Linked DNA regions of Mus musculus: regions 2 and 3 are each linked to region 1. A link is a contact called in public HiChIP or PLAC-seq data. All regions are on one chromosome and are shown on one strand. The core of a region is the stretch at or near the end of the contact, and the rest is flanking DNA. Distances in the headings are between cores, read along the strand shown.

Region 1 (4,254 bases), core at 556-3,055:
TGAACTTCTGGGACTGACAAAGCTGGCACATCCCTGCACGCTGAACATATATGTGGTGCATGAGAACCACTGAATACATGACTTTCAAAACAGAGAAGATGCTTCACTAAAACAAGGTGCTCCACAGCTGGCTCCTTCCCACTTATCTTCTAAAGGCGCTATTATGTGTCTTAAATATGATGATAAAAAACTACATTTGGGTATGGAGAATTAGGCTTGGGGAATACATAATTCAATACTTGTGGTATTGAGACTCAAACCAAGCTAAATTATGAATCAAAACCCAGAACCAACTATATCAATTTGCATTAAAATGAGCCAATCCATCCTTTGTACAAAGCTGAGAAATGAATCCATTAGGGGGGAAAAAAAAAGCCTATAGAAACTGGAAACAAAAACGTTCATATAGCCAAAATAGTTTCAAAAATAATGTAGCTCATTGTTTTTCTTTTTTTTTTTTTCTTTTTTTTTTTTTTTTGGTTTTTCGAGACAGGGTTTCTCTGTGTAGCCCTGGCTGTCCTGGAACTCACTTTGTAGACCAGGCTGGCCTCAAACTCAGAAATCCACCTGCCTCTGCCTCCCGAGTACTGGGATTAAAGGCGTGCGCCACCACAGCCCAGTTGCTCATTGTTTTTTCAACTTCAAGATGAGAACAAGTACCTAGGCATGCCCAAGACTACGGGTGATGAAACATCTACACAGGGGATTTCCTTCCTAGTACAGTGAAAATACAACGAATGATAACTAAAAGAAAGTATAGCAATGACTTAAGCTACTTTCTCTTTCTTTACCCCTCAACCGCATGGTTCTTTGTAGCTCAGGATAACCACTGTGACCACCTGAAATGAAATGCAGAGAGACACTGAATCTGGAATCAGAAAACCTGTCAACAGTGCCAGTTAAATCATGTACTGGCCAAGCATCGCCTACTCTGTGCCTTCACTGTGGAGTTAAAAGAGCTTGTTTCTCCAGATGTTACATAGAACTGGTGACAATTTTCTTTCCCAGACAGATGATAGGTAGGAAGATAGATAGATAGATAGATAGATAGATAGATAGATAGATAGATAGATGAAAGATATGTAGATAGATGATATATAAATTAGATAGATAGATAAATAGAAGATATATAAATGGATAGATGATAGATAAAACATATAAAAATATATATTAACACTATCTTAAAAACACATAGAACGTTTACAATCCTATTCATTAGGCGTCTCTGTCCGTGTTTCATTAGACGCTTTCCCATGGAGTCTAGGGTTGTTGCTTTCCTGTTAATTTTTATTGTGCTGTGGTTTTCTATGTCAACAGTTTTTGTTTTCCTAGTCCTTTTACAGTAGGAAAAAATACAGACACCATAAATATGGCCTGAGAAGGTGGCTCACTGGATAAAGTGCTTGACTTGAGCTTGATTCTCAGAAACCACAGAAAAATGTTTGTTGGGTATGGTGGTGTGTGTGCACTGTCTTTGTAATCCCAGAGCTAGGGAAGTCTAAACAGGGAGAATCCACCCCAGTCTGGACAGCTTGGTGAGGTCAGGCCAATAAAAGATCCTGTCTCAAAAGAGATGGTCACTTTTGTGAATGTGGTGTTGAACAGGTATGGAGCCCATACACAAATGTATATAAGTGCTTGGCCCATAGGAAGTGACAGTATTAGGAGCTGTGGCCTCCTTGGAGGAGGTGTGGCCTTGTTGGAGAAAGTGTGTCACTGTGAGGGCAGGCTTTGAGGTAGCATAAGGTCAAATGTGGCTGGTGTGACACAGTCTCCAACTGCTGTTTGAGGATCCAGATATAGAACCCTCAGCTCCATGTCTGCCTGCACTCTGCCATGCTTCCCACCATGATGGTAAGGGACTGAACCTCTATACTGTAAGCCAGCGCAATTAAATGTTTTGTCTTGTTTTGTTTTTTTAATAAGAGTTGTCAAGGTCATGGTGTCTATACACAGAAACTGTCTACCAATTCTATAATAAACATGCACAAATATGTATTAGGAGGAGGAGGAAGAGAAGGAGGAAGAAGAGGGAGAAGAGAAGGAGGAAGAGCAGGGAGAAGGAGGCACCCACCCTGAAAACCAACACCTTCCAGCAACTGCAGGGAATTGCCCTTAGGGCCTTACATATGTTAGGCAAATGTTCACCTGGCACAATACACAAAGCTTTGATACTTTAACATTTCAATACAAGACAGAGAGTCACTAAGTTATACAACCTGACCTTCAGTTCACTCTACAAACCACCCAGGCCTGGAACAATCTTCCAGCCTCAGCTTCCCAGTTAGCTGAGAGTACAGAACCTGTACCACCAGGCCTGACCCAACTACTTCACTTTCCATTCTAGAGGGATTCCGTTCCGGCTTTATCAGGCCATGCTGTCACAGCGGCCAATTATTTATTAAGCATTAAAAAGCACTGTCCGCTTCTGTGACTGAGCTTTGTTACAAATCAGTCTTTCAGAACTTCACAGACCTGAACAAACTAGAAAAAGAAAAATGAAAAGCAATCCTCTCCCACACTCCACATCCTTTCCAACTTCAATTACTTGGACTCATTTACCTTGCCTGAGATGAACAAACTTCGAGCAAGTGAGAAAACGACAATGGTGTGACATTGTCTATATTCTCCTATCCCTGCTAATTGCTTAATTTCCAGAGCTAAATATAAACAACTAACTTCCCTTTGAAAGGCCAGCAGGGCTCTGCCGAGAACCAAGAGAAAGCGGTTCGTGCCTATAGCTTTCAGATCCATACATACAGGCTGGAAATTTCCATTTGATACTTAATAAACTGCACCCCAGAGGAAACACAAGTCATCAAGCTTTTAGTCACGATGACAAAATAGCATTTTCTGAATCTAGAGTGCTATGCCAGCTCTCTTCTCAGAAAGAACTTTCTGTTTACTCCCTACTGTATCCGCGTCAGTCACGCAGAGTTCCAACTAACGTTTTTTGTTCTTAAAGAACCACTTAACTTTGTGACCGGCATTTGGGGGTGGGGGTGTTTTTCGAGACAGGATTTCTCTGTATTTTCCTGGCTGTCCTGGAACTCACTCTGTAGACCAGGCTGGCCTCGAACTCAGAAATCCGCCTGCCTCTGCCTCCCAAGTGCTGGGATTAAAGGCGTCCGCCACCACCACGCCCGGCTATTTTTTAATCATGTAAAAAGCACTGCATTAAATCATAAGTGAAGTCATTGGTAACATGGGTTTTCTGATTAACGATATGTTACTACTTAAGTAATAAAAGATAATTTTGACATTCGCGTTGATATGAGGAATTATGGTAAAAAGGGAGGTCACAGATCAGCTAAGCTGCTGCCCCTTTGGGAAGCCACAAAACAAAACTCCTGTGACAGTCACAGGCAGGGAGGAAGGTCTCCTGTTTTGAGTCAGTAATCTGGACCTCAGCAGGAACTGCAGAAGACAGAGCATTAAGAAAGTACTCGTTCTGGGAGTTCACACATCTCTGATGAGACACCACAAACAGCACCAAGGAAAGGGGAGAATAAATGTGAATCCCTCCGCATCCGCCATTTTGCTCCACGGCATCTCCACCTCCATACACCTTCTGAACTACCCAACCCACTGGCTTCTCATGAAAGCAAGAACTGACTCATGATCAAGGGGACCTCAGGCTAGGACGTCCATTTACTGTGGCTCAAGAAATATGTGTACGGTTTGGTTACTGAGAGAAACCAAGGGAGCCTGACAGATGGTCTTAAAATACCTCTGTCTTAACATTCAGACTGTGGCCAAGTCAAGCTTGTTTCATGCTCTGAAACACTTCAGGGTTTAGTTATCCAAGGAGAGCAACACACCCCACCTGAAAGTAAAACCTGTAAGGCTTATTTTAAAATGCACCACTCACGTGTTCTATTTTTTTCCCCCAAAACACATATGTTCAACCTTTTTTGTTTTGTTTTGGTTTATTTTTTTGTTTTTTCGAGACAGGGTTTCTTCATGTAGTCCTGGCTGTCCTGGAACTCACTCTGTAGACCAAGCTGGCCTCGAACTCAGAAATCAGCCTGTCTCTGCCTTCCAAGTGCTAGGATTAAAGGCATGTGCCACCACTGTCCAGCACATATGCTTGACCTTATATGAACCTCATATTAACATACAGATGCCAGGCAGCATGTGAACTTAAAAGTCATGTCAAACACTGAGTGATTGGGATATGTTCAGTTATAGAGTTACCCTTTATAAAAGTACCCACACAGGGTCTATGTGGTTCTCACACACAAACATATATAC
Region 2 (3,748 bases), core at 1,083-3,582, 810 kb before region 1:
AACTCCAGAAAATCTTGGAGAACAGGTTTGGCCTCAGGCAGGTAGCAGGCAGTGGCACAACAAAGGAGAGGGATGAGAATCAGCACAGCTGGTGGCTCTGCCTCAGTGGCAGAAGGTCTAAACCAGCCTGTCTAGGCTGAAGGAGGTTACACCCAAGTGAGGATCTGAGGTCCTCAAGGGAAAGTAGGAATTATCTGGTATAAGTTTAGCAGTGTGTGCCATTCCCGAGGTGCTCCACTTACATCTAAAGTGTTGCTAAGAGGACCCCCCCGCCCCGTCCCCATGTTTACCTTTTTTTTTTTTTTTTTATAAATGAGATCATAGAATGGTTCTGGAGATGCTTTGGGTGAAAGGATAACCTAATATGGTAAAATCAGTAGGTTTACAAAGCATTTTTTGTGAGGTTCCTAGAGGTCTGGATTTCTAGCTGTGAGGGGAGAAATGTGTTAAGCAGTTGTTACCTGTGCTAGAATTACTATGTCGAAGCTTGAAGAAGGTTCTAATCAAACTCCTGGATGGGGACATTCTTTCACTTCTCATGTCCCTGTGGTTTTTCTTGTTCCTCTACCCAGCCCCATTAGGGAGCCAATGAAGAGTTCCCATGCTGAGAGATGAGGATTACCAAAGCTGTTTGCTGGAAGGGAAGACACTTACTACAAGACTCTTAACCTTTCAATATATTCATGTATGAGGCTAGATTTTTTTTTAAAAATGTATTTTATTTATTGATTGATTGACTAGTAGGTGTGTGTGTGTGTGTGTGTGTGTGTGTGTGTGTGTGTGAGAGAGACACTCATATTCATGCATATATTCTGTGACATGTATTTGGTCTGACGCACTCATACATATATGCTACGACATGTGTGGTCTGACACACTCATGCATGTGCATATGCTATGTCAAGTGTGCAGTCTGAGGATAACTAATGGAAGCCTGTTCATTCATTTTACCAAAGCACTGGTGCTAAGACTTCTGTGAGACCCACTTAAAAACTTCCTGACTGAGAGGACTTCCTGACTGAGAGGACTTTCTGACTGAGAGGACTTCCTGACTGTCTGGGGTTTCTGTCTCCTGGAGTGAGGCAGACATTGGCCTTCTGCATCAACAATGAGGATCATCAACCTCAAAGGGTTGGATATTTTTTGACAGATCTCTATAAGTAAATCTCTTGGGTTTTAAAAAGTAAACTAATAATATAGACTATTCTTTGCATGGATTTCCTGAAGACCGCTATCTATCACATGTGCTCAGTGTACTTGGGTGATCTTGCGTGTTACTGATACATTTCTCGCAAACTTTAGAAAGGGAGACAGAAGAGAGAAAAACTCAAATACTAAGCAGGAATAATAGATGGTTACCACAAATAAGACATAGTTGCCACTAGTAAGATATAGTTTGCTACGCACGCTCCAGTGAAGTTTGCTTGACAGGCCAAGAAGCCTGGAAGCACTCACGAGGCAAAGAGTTTCAGAGAAACTCACCTCTGTGAGGAGCAGGTGTGGCGGCAGTCCCAAAGGCACCAGGGACTGCAGCTAAGTCTTATGACTTGCACCTGACTTCCTCACCTGAATATAAGCCACAACCATCACGAGAGCTGCGCAGGTGTACCAGGATACTAGCGAATCCATTTTGGTGGAGATATGCCCCTGCTGCCCTGATTAGCTGAAGCTGCGTGCCTGGTGAGGTGGCGTGGCCTGCTGTGCGTGGATGAGAACTGAGAGTATTTAAGAGTGAGAGGCCCAGGGTTCGGGGGAGATATAAACAAGGAAGATATAAACAAGGGAGATATAAACAAGAAGAAACAGGACTGAATAAACATGTGCAGAAGGATCCTGTTGCAGCGTCATTCTTCCTGGCCAGTTGGGCACGCGCAACACACCTCCTGGAACCTTGGCGTTCTCATAACCTGTATACTCATACCCTATCCCCGTGTTAGTCTGGTGTATGGATTCCCGTGCTCTCTTTCAGTATTATTTTATTATAAGTGTCTTTAAAGATCAATTTCTGACATAGCTAAGCCTTTGCCAGTGTTCCAATGTCCCAGAAAATCCTTGAAGCTGACAAACTTGGAATTTAGTAGGAATTCAGTAAGAAGGTTATCTATTCAGTAACATTCAAATTTACTTCTTGTAGAGACAGTGAAACTAATTAGGCATTACAAAGAATGGAGCCGGAATAGCTCAGGGCTGGTCTGCAGAGTGTTTACTTGAGACAATAACCAGCCTTACCCAGACAAGGGAATTCACAATGGCCTAGTGAATAGATGGGTTTAGCATGAAAGAGTTAGGGAAACCCCCTGAGACAGGTTTCTTCACTAGGCCCAAAGAAACAGCATAAATCAGGCATTTACTAAGAACCCCTGGTGGTGCGCTTAACAATAGACTAGCATTACACCTGGCTTTCTTCTTAGTGGCAGCGGCCTGGTCCCGCCTTCTTTTGATGTATACATTCCTTATGTATTGTGTCACTGTAACTCGGTGCATGTATCTCTCCTGGTTTCTTGTTATTCTTCTGTATAAAAAGTTAGATGCTCGACTCTAAAAATTACATTCAGCTTCTACACAATCTCCTGTGTTGTGTCTGACTGTCATTTATTCGCTGACTCCTTGTCCATCTGCAACCAGAGACCCGTTCTATGCAGACAAGGGACCAAGGGGGTCTGCAGCAATAGTTACCAGTAATAAGAGATAGTTACTACTAATAAGAGATAGTTACTACTAATAAGAGATGGTTACCACAAATAAGAGATAGTTGCCACTAATAAGAGATAGTTACCACCAATAAGAGATAGTTACCACTAATAAGAGATAGATATTTACCACTAATAAGAAACAGTTACCACTAATAAGAGATAGTTACCACTAATTCTCAATAAGCCACTACCCCACAACATTCATTCATCACTTGGTGCTTAGATACCTATGGGCCATATAAATTCTCCAGCTCATCTATAAAAACATATTTATATAAAAATGATAGTCAACACATAGATTTAAAGCAGGGAAGACACTAATTAATGTTTAAATAATAAAAGCACATTTCATAGAAGTTGTATGGTGTCATGGAATGGTTATTATGTTGTATACAAAGAAGATCCTTTCATCTTAATTTTTGGGAGATATCTGGAGGAAGCAAAGACAAATGCATGTGCTACATCTGCCACATTTAACTGAAAGTTCTGTTGACATTTTTCTGAATCAAGTCCTCATGAAGATTTGTAGCCTGGTCACTTTGTGTCTTGTCACTAGGACACCTGTCTGGACAGCTAAAGTAAATTATTGATTGCTTTCTGAACACAGCAGGAAGCACTGGGATTCCCTGCCTTAGCATTCTTTGCATCAATTTCTTGGAATGCTCTCTTCACATCTCTCACCTGATGACAAGTAAGGAACACAAATGTTACCTTCTCTAAGTTTTTCCTGACTCTACCTTCCACATGGACTAACAGAGTCCAGAATTTTCTTAATTCAGTGCCTCCCTGACCATCAATGGAGGCCATATCATTCATCAGACCTTGTAATATCAAGCTCCAAGTTCAATACTTCCCTTAGAACTAAAAAGATACTTAGGAAATTCATAGAAACAGGTGATAAAGAACCCACCCCATCATAATAATTTATAATTTCACAATTTTATATACTAATGGATCAATGTTTCCTCCCCCATGAGAATTGAAGACTAGGCCTCTGCTAGATAAGTTACAGGGATAAGACCTCAATCTGTGTGGGGCAGAGGCATGTGGTTATCT
Region 3 (4,044 bases), core at 211-2,710, 860 kb before region 1:
GCTAGCTGAGTTGTCTCCCCTTTCTTCTGTTGCCGTGGCAACAGTTACAAGCAAAACCTATCATTTCAGGCCTATTTTGAAAACATATTTCCCGAACCCTGTAAGTGCGACAAGCACAACAGGCTGCTCATTTGCTAAGCATGACAGTTATGACAGAAGTTATACATTTCTCTCTGGTGATAGAAGCCATGGCATGGATGAGAAATGGGAACCGTCTGAATCTTAGGCAACACAGTGCACCTCTCATCAAATATATTCCTAGTTTTGATGATGTCCTGAGTGCAGTTCTAGATTCCATGAGGAGGTCAAACAGATATCAGACCTGATTTGCATCCCTCAAAGACTATAACCTAATTCACAAGTCCAAACCATAGTCAGGTGTTAAGGATGAACATAGAAGGCGACAAAGAGCAGGCAAAGCCATATTAATGCAAAGATTCAGTTGACACACTACAGAACTCCTGCTCTTTCTTCCCTCATATTCATATTTACATCTGATTTGAGAAGCTTCTATATGATGTCTATAATTTATCAGACCCATGTATTCATACAAATGTGTATTACATGTGCCTGACATCTAATTATGTTTTCATTTTCCATGATGCTTCCTCTTCTGTGTAGAATCCAATTAATTTCTGTGTACTAGCATTTTTGAAGAGAGACTAAAATCTGTTATATTAGGTCAGGTTTTGTTTAAAGGCTGTAACATCCTGAGCTTGGAGAAAGAGCCAAGACCCTGAAATGCACACCGATTAGCTTAAATACCAGCTTGCCCCTGGGTAGGTTTGTTGTTGTTGTTGTTTTGTTGTTTCCCTAATTGTGTATATAATGTCTGGCATACACATATCCGTGATTTCTGTAGATGGTTGTAGTGCACTAGGCTTTGTTGTATGTTTGTTTATGATTGAACTTTTGTAACAAAATGATTTTAAAATCCTAGGCAGTGCAGTATTCCACCTTCGAAGGCATTTTGAGCATCCTTTTATCCCATTGCTGTACATTTCCAGGCTTAATTGATTTCTGCTGATGGTCTCCATCACATTTACCACCTGCACTGATATTGTAAAACTTATCCTGTTTGCCTGTGTGTGCATCTGAGCTGTTCCAAGTAATTATGGCTCAGCTCTTTGTGTAATGAGATATTTAGCAAATATGTCTTGCTGATGGTTGTTTGCATCTTTAAATCCATCAAGTCATTTTGCTGGGAGCGATGCCATGGAAATCTTGTGGGATTTACTTTTTTTTTTTTTGAAAATGAACATATTGAGAAATATCTATTATCATTATAAGAAGACCTGACATTTTCTACATTCATGAAGCAAGGTCATTACCTGGTAAAGAGAACAAGTTGCAACAGCAATTTTGCTTGGCCTTGGAATCCAAAGAATGTGATGGTTGGAATATGCTTGGCTGGGTGGGATCTTACCCTGAAGTCACCACTCCCTTAATCTGTTTGTCTCCTTGAACAAAGGATTCAGCTCCATTCTCCCTCCTGCTGCCCCTTTACACTTTGAACCATACAGTTTGTGTTTCTCTTTTCTAAACTTGCTACACTTAATCAGAATGCTCTTTATGAGCATAAACCACACCACATAGTCTAAACTGGGTTGTTTTGATACTGCCTTTGTCAATGTAAGGTCACTCCCTTCACCTTAACCTCAGGCCAACTTTTCAGACAATGGATTAAAAACAGCCACATTCTTCATGAAAACATCACAAAAACAGTCTCTAGGTCACATACTAAAATTCTTCTCCTCTGAAACTTCTAAAGACTTCAGTATCAATGTCCTTCATATTCCTACTAGAATGGTCCATTAAACCCCACTTAAAGCATTTCACTCCTCCCCAAATCAAAAGTCCCCAAATTCACATTCCCCCAAACAACATGGTCAGATCTATCACAGCAATAAGACAATGCCTGGTACTAACTTCTGTCTTAGTTGCTATGAAGAGACACCATGACCAAGGCAACTCTTAAAGAGGCAAATATTTAACTGGGGCTGGCTTACAGATTCAGAAGCTTAGTCCACTATCATCAATGCAGGAAGCATAGAAGCTTGCAGGCAGACATGGTGCTAGAGAAGGAACTGAGTTCTGCATCGTGTACATCTGTCTCTTCCACACTGGTTAGAACTTCACAGCTCAACCCCACAGTGATATACTTTCTCCTACAAGGCCATACCCACTCCCACAAGACCATACGTCCTAATATTGCCACTTCCCATGGGACAAGCACACTCAGACTACCACAGTGATAATTACTGAAGTCATCTTTATTATTTAATCACATACTTTTTCATAAAGAAAGACTCCCATTAGTTCATGTCACAGAGTAAGGAATCTGCATGCCCCCAATTAAACAAGCTTCCCCTACCTCTTATGTCTTGCTTTCTAGATTCTCATCTGTTGATAGAGTTTGAATCATGGCATCATTACAGAGGAGTAGCCAAGTGTGTGAAATGTACTGTTTGCAAAAAGAATTACGCTTTATGGCTTGACATAATTTTCTGAAATGAACAGTGTGACAAGAGATGTGTGACACAGACAGGAATTGGTGCTGCAAATAAAAATCGAGTTTTAACAAATCTTGCTTTTTCACTTCTCCATCATACTTAGTGTCTTCAATCATACTTTCCTGTCTTCCCTCTGGTACTGAGCACAAAGACATATTAAATGTAGCTTGCCTTTAGCCTTTAGTAGTCCTATTATCTACATGTCAGAAATCCAATTTGGGCTCAGCTCAGGTACTGTCTATTGTATATTCTTCTTCCAAAACATCTTAAATACCCCTATTTTCTTCACTACCACTCACCACGTAAATAGCTGCAATGACTCTTTAGCCATCCCAATAGAATGACTCCTTACCCACATCTAATTTTACAGTGGGCACTTCATCAAGATAGCGAGCCATCTGCTTTGCTGTTGATGTGTATGAGATTTTGATTCCCAGTTTGGCCTCTGTTCAATCTCAAACCTGCTATTGCAATGTTTAGAGATGTTCTCCACAGCGATCAAGCACAGCCCAGCCAGGTACCTCTCTTTGTTCTGTTTTCTAGGAAAGTTGTTGCTCTGTGTCTTGATCTCTTTCCACGGTCACAAACTTTTGATCCTTCAGTTCCTAAATTTAGTGGTACAACTTGCAGCTGTGTGAATGAGCTTCCCATGATGGACCTTCCAATTAATCAAGATAGGATGAACACCCACCAGAGAAGTTTTGAGCCAGAACTGTCTATCCAAGACATGTAGAAAATCCTGACTCACAGAAATTTTTTAAAATAGATAATATTAGTTAATATTTTAAGCTATAATCTGTAGGGGTGGGGAGTGATTTTTTTTAAATAATAAGTGAGAGAATGATGGTATACAAGTTGCTTCTCCAACTCTATTGCAAGGCCTGTGGTGTGAAATATTCATTAGGAATTTTAGAATCTAGGCAACAATGTAGCTATACTTCACAGCATACTTAGATTGCATTTTTGAAATTTAGAGAAGGAACCATCATTTCCTAAATTCCCACAGAGGTGCTTTGCACTTGCCTTAGCTTTATATGCAGTTACACATAGGGAGATGGATACCTACCACGATAGTTTTGAAGACATAAAGCATTCTACTCAAGCTGCAAAGTGAAAAGTCAATATTTTGCCTTTTTCATTATTTCTAAGTGGGTTTTAAGTGTGTCAATGTCTGTGAGAGGATTTAACAAGCTGTAAAATGCTCTGTGGGCCCAAGGCATTATTGCTTGTACCAATTTATTTCCCAGTGAATGTTTTAAAAGGAGAATTTAGTACCTCTACTGTAGTACTTCCCTTGGTTTGCTGGCATGAGAAACCAGACAGACATGGTATTGTGATATAAACAGTCTTTGAAACTCAAGAACCAAGCAAATGAAAGAAATGTGTAGCATCCAGGCTTGCTGTGGTTTGACCTCCTCGACTTCGAGTACATTTATCTATTGAGTCTTTACTTCAAACTGATGATGGTAAGAAGTGTGGTCTTTGGTTTGGCTATGTCATGAAGATTCTGCCCTTCATGGAGAGTTAGTAC

What was found. HiChIP or PLAC-seq counts read pairs in DNA pulled down with a chosen protein or histone mark.
Region 2: a contact with region 1 is called in an H3K27ac HiChIP or PLAC-seq map of embryonic stem cells, with 8 times the contacts expected there. The contact joins two enhancer-like sites. A contact is called at or near these places in 2 of 484 Hi-C or Micro-C datasets (both in embryonic stem cells) and 5 of 115 datasets of contacts at active chromatin or transcription factors (SST interneurons and embryonic stem cells).
Region 3: a contact with region 1 is called in an H3K27ac HiChIP or PLAC-seq map of embryonic stem cells, with 5 times the contacts expected there. The contact joins two enhancer-like sites. A contact is called at or near these places in 2 of 484 Hi-C or Micro-C datasets (the N1E-115 cell line and adipose-derived mesenchymal stem cells), 5 of 115 datasets of contacts at active chromatin or transcription factors (embryonic stem cells and neural progenitor cells) and 1 of 9 other capture datasets (embryonic stem cells).

What each region holds. Positions count from the first base shown.
Region 1 is chr10:12,606,691-12,610,944 of GRCm38.p6, forward strand. The region is part of intron 50 of Utrn (utrophin); the gene reads right to left. Among named protein-coding and RNA genes, the nearest start is that of Gm25139, 240 kb to the left of the region's middle. Within about 2 kb of position 1,806, at least 22 of the 459 cell types and tissues checked have an H3K27ac peak or open chromatin away from gene starts, as enhancers often do. A contact at or near this core is called in embryonic stem cells, where this site is marked.
Region 2 is chr10:11,799,634-11,803,381 of GRCm38.p6, forward strand. No RefSeq gene overlaps it. Among named protein-coding and RNA genes, the nearest start is that of Gm22546, 150 kb to the left of the region's middle. Within about 2 kb of position 2,333, at least 9 of the 459 cell types and tissues checked have an H3K27ac peak or open chromatin away from gene starts, as enhancers often do. A contact at or near this core is called in embryonic stem cells, where this site is marked.
Region 3 is chr10:11,745,706-11,749,749 of GRCm38.p6, forward strand. No RefSeq gene overlaps it. Among named protein-coding and RNA genes, the nearest start is that of Gm22546, 100 kb to the left of the region's middle. Within about 2 kb of position 1,461, at least 6 of the 459 cell types and tissues checked have an H3K27ac peak or open chromatin away from gene starts, as enhancers often do. A contact at or near this core is called in embryonic stem cells, where this site is marked.